Regions from separate parts of the Sus scrofa genome. Here region 1 is linked to region 2. A link is a contact called in public Hi-C data. All regions are on one chromosome and are shown on one strand. The core of a region is the stretch at or near the end of the contact, and the rest is flanking DNA. Distances in the headings are between cores, read along the strand shown.

The links. A called contact is a pair of places that touch in the nucleus more often than the background predicts.
Region 1: a Hi-C map of subcutaneous adipose tissue shows a contact between it and region 2, with 2.6 times the contacts expected there. The contact joins the promoter of PDGFD here to the enhancer-like site in region 2. A contact is called at or near these places in 1 of 5 promoter capture datasets (liver), 10 of 47 Hi-C or Micro-C datasets (embryonic fibroblasts, fetal heart ventricle, fetal skeletal muscle and 6 more) and 1 of 2 datasets of contacts at active chromatin or transcription factors (skeletal muscle).

The regions. Positions count from the first base shown.
Region 1 is chr9:34,619,536-34,622,969 of Sscrofa11.1, forward strand. PDGFD (platelet-derived growth factor D) reads right to left here and starts at 1,692. Exons shown (of 8, transcript XM_021062718.1): 1 at 1,236-1,692; 2 at 1,189-1,233. The coding sequence starts at 1,311.
Region 2 is chr9:34,192,335-34,195,607 of Sscrofa11.1, forward strand. No RefSeq gene overlaps it. Among named protein-coding and RNA genes, the nearest start is that of DDI1, 310 kb to the right of the region's middle. Within about 2 kb of position 1,672, at least 8 of the 83 cell types and tissues checked have an H3K27ac peak or open chromatin away from gene starts, as enhancers often do. A contact at or near this core is called in subcutaneous adipose tissue, where this site is marked.

The DNA of each region.
Region 1 (3,434 bases), core at 442-2,941, 430 kb after region 2:
CTGAAATCCAGTCTACTTGCATCAAAAAATATAATAAAGTTTTTGTTTGGATCAGACGCCTTTTTGTTTTGTTCAGTGATCTCCAAATTAAGGACACACCAAGAGAGAAACTGATATGAAAATAAGAAGGCTAATATAAATTTGCCAGAGAACAGTCAAATGCTGCCAGCTCGAAGAGTGAAGACATTAAGAACAGCTTGGTGATCTCCTTAAGGGATGCGTTAGAACTTTAAGCAAGCAGACAGAAAAAAAGATACTACTGATGAAGGAAAAAAAACCCAAAACCTATGGGTCAGTTCAGGTAGGTGGCAGAAACAGCTGCAAATTACTGGCAACGCCAGCTGTACTTGAGAATTGAGGAATAAATCAACTTTAGATCTTGGTGAAGGCCCAGAAAGTAAACTCAATTAAAGTTGCTGGGATCCAATGACCTAGGTGTCCCCCATAGTAAAGGAAAACAAACAAGCCTGCTGGGGACCTTGCATAGGATAGTTGTGTAAAGAGCTTTGCTTCCTGCAAAGAGCTGGAAAACCTTCTGTGCAAGAAAACCCTGGGGTACGGATAAAACTCCAAAAGCCATTTTCTTCCAGATTATGAGTTTCTAAGCCATGCCAAACTCCACTGGAAAAGTCACTCTGGGGATGAAAAGGCAACGCGCTGCACCCTGCTATCTCTTTAAAATAAATAAGTTCTCACTCTGTTCCAGCTATCATTTCCTATGAAACGTATCATTCCCTCTCCCCCCAACACTTAAAAAAATAAAATAAAAATAAACCACCCAGAAAAAGCACTCGCGAGTCCCTCTAGCTATCACTAACGCCCCAACTGAATTTCAAGTCCAAAAGGTTAAGAGCCTGACCATGGGGCGGCGCAGTCTGAAACTTTCTGCAACTTTGGGATCCTAATAACAGTGACTATTGGACACCAAAATGACTTTCCAGGGTCAGGGAGATGAACTACCTGACCCATCCGACCCCCTCTGGAATGCGTCCCATACCAGTCAGTCCCATTCCGGAAGAAGGGGCTCTCTCAGGGCTGGGGACAAGGCAGGAGACCCCCCCACAAACACACACACACACACACACTCCCACACACAACCACAGTAAAGACTGAAAGGGGGGGGGGACAATAATGATGACAACAAATAAAGGCATCGCTTAATTAAAAAATAGAATCTGAGTCCCTTACCATCTCGCCTGAGGTTGGCGTTGCGCAAAGCCTTGATGGATGCGCTTGCGGAGCTGCAGAAGTGTCCCGGTAGCTGCAAAAGTTTGCGCAGACTAGCGTGTAGACGAGGATGAGCCGGTGCATTGGGATCAGCGACCTAGGGACAGCGTCGCTCCAAGAAAAAGCCGGGATAGGCTCCCGGGACGGACGCCGCGCCGCTCTCTGGCCCCCGCGCTCGCCCCGCGCTGGCCCGGGCCGCTGTGCTAGTCGCCGAGCTCTCCCCAAACTTCCTGCATGCTGAACTTTCCGCGCGCGGGTGGCGGCCGCACTTCCTTGTGGTGCTGAGAGTTGATAAATGATGACGGGACAAACAACAGGTTGACGTTTGTTCGCCCCCTCCGGCGGCCGGCAGCTGCAGCACAGGCTGCAGTGGGCGGGCGGCACGGCGTCCCGGGAGAGCGAGCGGAGTAGCCACTTACTCCGCCCCAGCGGCCGGGCTCCTGAGCTGCGCGCACGGGGCTCCCCAGGCCCGACAGAAACCCATTCCGCCACTGAGCATGCCCAGTGTGACTGTGACCGGGACTCTTCTCACCACCCTGGCCTCAAACTTAGATGTGAGACCAGACCGGGGGCAGGGAGCGAGTGGGAGAGGGTAGAATCTCCACACTTCTTCAGAGGGGACGCAAGACGTGGCTCCTGCCTAGGTGACAGTGGGTTAGGGAGGGAGACTGGTGTTGGAAGTTTGTACTTTACACAAAGGAAGATCAGATTCTACGCAGTCAAAATTTCACTAAGTGACCAAGTGGAAACGCGCCGAAACAAAGGAGCTGGATTCTGAGCTTTCCTTTGAGCTCCAATAGGTATGACCTTAGCCAAGTCAGGGTCAATTTCTCAGGGAGAAACACAGCCTGCCCTTCCTATCCCTCAGGGATCTAGGTGTGATGGGCATGTGTGATGAAGTGTACAGTATATATCCCACCCTGTGCCCCTGCGCAGAGAAGGGCTTTGAGGTCAGAGTGGGGTTGAGCCGCGAAAGACTGGCAATGTGGGCTGTGTTGTCTTCACCACCCACAGGAAGAGGCAGGGAATATCCAGGTTTTTGGGCTCCTACTCTCAGTATCTGAAAGCTCTGTGGTCCAGAGGAACTGCTTCTGGATTCCAGTAATTTCTAAATAGTGTTCTGTCTCCCAGGGGTTGGGGACTGTATTTGGAACAGGTGCTGATGGAGGCTCTGCTGCTCACTAGCTGGTTTGTCACCTTGAGTAAGTCATTTGACTTTTTTTTTTCTTTCTTTTTTTTTTTTTTTTTTTTGCTTTTTAGGGCAGCACTGTGGCTTATGAAAATTCCAGGCTAGGGGTCGAATTGGAGTTACAATTGCTGGCCTAAGCCACAGGGACGGGCCATCAGGGCCACGTCCTTGACCTACATGACAGCTCAGGGTACCACTAATCCCTGAATGAGAACCCACATCTTCATGGATACTAGTTGGATTCATTTCCCCTGGGCTCAATGGGAACTCCCATCCTTTGACGTTTTGGGACTCGGTTTCTTAAAAAAGGAGAGTAATCATTTTTTGTATGGTTGTGGTGAAAATTATATGAAATAACTTTTTTGTTTGTTTATGGCTGAATCCAAATCCAAATTTACATAATTTCTCAGCTGCTCAGGGATGAGATATAGGAGAGGCATTTCCCAATCTCTTTAAGGCCTTTCAGCTCCTGAAAGTCTGGGGTATGAGAAATATGTGATATTTAGAGAGCTGGAAGCACTGAGAATGGTAGGACGTTCAGAAAATTTAATCTTGAGATTACACCATCCAATGCTAACTAGGATACATGTGTTCTTTATACATACTCAAAAGATTAATGTCTTGGCATTTTTGTCTAAAACAGTGTTACAAACTGTGGGTTTGTGTATTGTGAAATAAATTTCAAGATCAACATTAGTTTTAATTAACTTTATTTTTTTAGGATAGTTTTAGGGTCATAGCAAAATTGAGAAGAAGGCACAGAGATTTCTCCTGTGCCCTCTGCCCGCACACCTGCATAGCCTTCCCCATTATCAAATCCACCACCAGAGTGGTCTGTTTGTTACAAATGTTTTTTAAATAAATAGAATGCAATACAATTGCTTACAAATTTTATTAGCAGAGTTCATTACAGGTAATAACATTAAGTATCATTTCATGACTCTTTTGTTGCAAAGACACACAAACACACCCAGGTGTAAAAGGTATTTTGGTGGAGCATGATCAAAATATTTGCTGG
Region 2 (3,273 bases), core at 422-2,921:
TGGCTTCCCTTCCCTTCCAGTGCCTCGTTCACTACTGAGCCGAGGCTTTCTGAGGGATTCAGAGAGTCATTCAGCCGTAAGACCTCACAAGGGTTTGCTGACCCTGAAGATAAGGAAAGACAGATGTGGCCTCGGCTCTCCTGGAACGAATATTCTAGACTGAGAAGACATCAGGGAACTAGGAATGGAAGCTTCAGATTAGATCACAGCTTCAAAGGCAACACAGAAGTCTTCTGAGAGCGCATATCAAAGGAATTTAACCTCAACTGGGATCAGAGGAAGCTTTCATGGGGAAGTGACATGTGAGCTGATATATGAAGAATGGGTAACAATAAGAGCGGACATATATTCAGCTTGACTATGTGTCGGATATCATTCTAAGTGCTTAACAGGTATTGTCATATAATCCCCACAACAAACCCTTGAAGTGGTAATAGAAGTATGGTTAAGGAGAAAGGCCCCACAAAATGAAGTAAATTGGCCAAAGTGCACGGCCCATAACGGGACCAGGATTGAAACACACAACCTGATTTTGAATATATTATTTTAACCACTAAGAATGAACTATATGGAAGTTACGAGGGTTAAAAAAGGCAGAATAATGGAATGTGTAAAGCCCCCAGGTAGGAGGCAGCCTGGTAGGTCAAGGAACAGTAAGAGCCCAGCGTGGCTGGTGTGATGAAGAGGAGTAAGATGAAGCTGGAGCTGCACAGTGGGTGCCAGCGTCTGGGAGTCCCAGTAAGGACATATTTTGTGCCTCGTTTGCTGGGTCTCAGGGCAATCAGGAACAGAAATAGTAATACTGGGTAATAGTAATGGAAATGAAATTTACCGTTTTAGTTCTGTTTCGTTAAGGCTGAAAGCAGCTGGAGACTCTTTACAATCTGTGTGTTATTGCCAGGAAGTAGGCAAATTCATGTAAGAAATAGGAAAAAACAAACAAACAAACAAACAAAAACCAAACTAGAATTAAGCCACAGAGCTAGTAGGGCATTCTGGGAAAACAGGCTGAGGACATTACAGAGACATTCCTGGCTAACATTACCTTCGGTTCTCAAGTGAGGGGAAATCAGTAGCTAAAATCAGATCTAGACTTTGGTGGTAATTATCCACCTAAATCTGTAGTTTGACATATAAATAGAAGGATGGCCCAGCAACTTTCAGTCAATGGCCTATTTTTTATTTTCAGATGGCATTCACTCCTTTCAGCCATCCTTTCAGGAAGTAGTGTGAGGCCTGCAGCAGCAGATACAATCCTTTGACTGCTGCCACCTGGGGGTTCCCATAAACTCAAAAGCGTTCTGTGCCACTTGAGTACCCTCTGCTCCAGCCCTCTCATCTTTTAGTTCCCAGGAAATGACTTGAGCATTCTTATGGAAAAGGCTTGTCTTAACAGCCGAGCTTTTTCTTCTCCCCTGCTCCATCACTCAGAAGTTGTTTACTTGATGATATCATCTTTCGGATCCCTTAGGCATGGTAGTCCGAAGTGGTGAATCCACCTTTGGCTTTCTCTGGTTTGCTTTGACGCGACACAAAGGTCAGATGTTATTGCTATTCCACAGACCCAACACCAGGGGGTGATCAAGGCACATCACATTAATGACCACTTCTCTGAAGCTGAGCTCTAACCTCCTGCCGTCCACAGAGAATTGGAAGCACAGGAGCTGGGCTCACAGAATTCTGGTCAGTATAACTCACAGCATCAAAGGCTTTGACAGTGTGCCTGGCATTGCACACATGCTCAATTCAAGTATGGTAACCTCAGTGGCGCTACTGCTTAATGCCAAAAGGGAGAAAAAAATGGCATCTCATAACCGTAACCAACTGCACAGCAACCAGAAGGCAAAGAATTGCCCTGCCTCATGCCCCCACAGCACTGGGTAATTTACAGGTGCCACTGGAACCTACTGTTCCTTTCCTGGTAGCACACAGCCTTGCACACTGACTTCTGTGTTTTTCCAGGGTACTCATTTCCACAGCAACTCAATGGTCAGACATTCTTCAGGCTAACATTATTTGTGACTATTGTGACTCTCCCATTCTTGGAAACGCTCCCATGGCAAAGCACTTTTTGAAAGGAATGTGAAAAGGAGAAATTCAGTGTGATTTTCCAGAAATTGCTCAGTGGTTTCACGAAACACTGTGATTGCCTTTTAATGTTCGAAATGCCAGTGACTGCTCCTTCGGGGCTGTATTTTTCCATTAGCAAACACCAATCTCCTACTACTCTAAGACTCTGAAACAAATGTGTTTAGTTAATTTTCTGTTTATCCTTTGCAAAACACAGAGACCATCGCATCTTCTTTGATGATATAGCATTGTTAGAGGCAAGGACATATGGCTAAACAGCTTTAATGAAAGTTCGTAAAAGTCGATTTCTCCTTATACCAGGTTATAGGAGCTCCTAAATAAAGCATACACACATATGTGTCCAGAAGTCCTTGAGCAAGGGGCTGAGTGAGCCAGACATTCCTTATTTTCTCATTTTTAAGGTAAATTTTTATGCAATTATGACATGCAGAGATGTGCTTGAATTATAAATTTCATAAAGTACACATGCCCATATAATCATCACCCATATTAAGAAAGAGCAGCATCTCAGCAGCCCTCTTTACACGCAAGCATCCTTCTAAATAAAAATAAGCATTCACGTATTATTTATGAGCAAATGTTGTGCTCTATAGTCTGTCTCATACTGTGACTGGAATGTATTCCTTAGCAATATGTTCTTTCTAGAGCAATGGTACCAAAAGTGTACACCATGCCCAGTGGCAGGGGTATCACTGAGGAACCTCTCTGAAATGTGATTTCTCAGGCCTTCTCCCTAGCCTACTGAATCAGAAATTCTAGGAGCAGGACTTGGCCATCTCTGTTTTAAGAAGTCTCGTGTGTGATTCAGATGCATCCTAACGCCTTAAAAACATTTTTTTCTAGCACAGCATCCATCTTTTAGTCTCAAAATTGTGGTGTAGGAGAGTCCTATGTATACCGGGGTATCAAGTGTAACATTAGAAAAGTGGTAGCAAGGTCTAATTTCTTATCTCTTTTTTCCCCCCTAAATTTTTGTGACTTAAATTTATTTATTGTCAGCTTTATTGAAGTGTAATTTATATATAATAACACTCATCAGTTTTTTAAAAAATTTTTAATTGAAGTAATGTGTTAATTTCTGTTGTACAGCAAAGTGATTCAGTTATACATATAATATATATATATATATATATTCACTTTTTTAAAAAAGTTCTTTTTCATTATGGTTTATCAAAGGACATA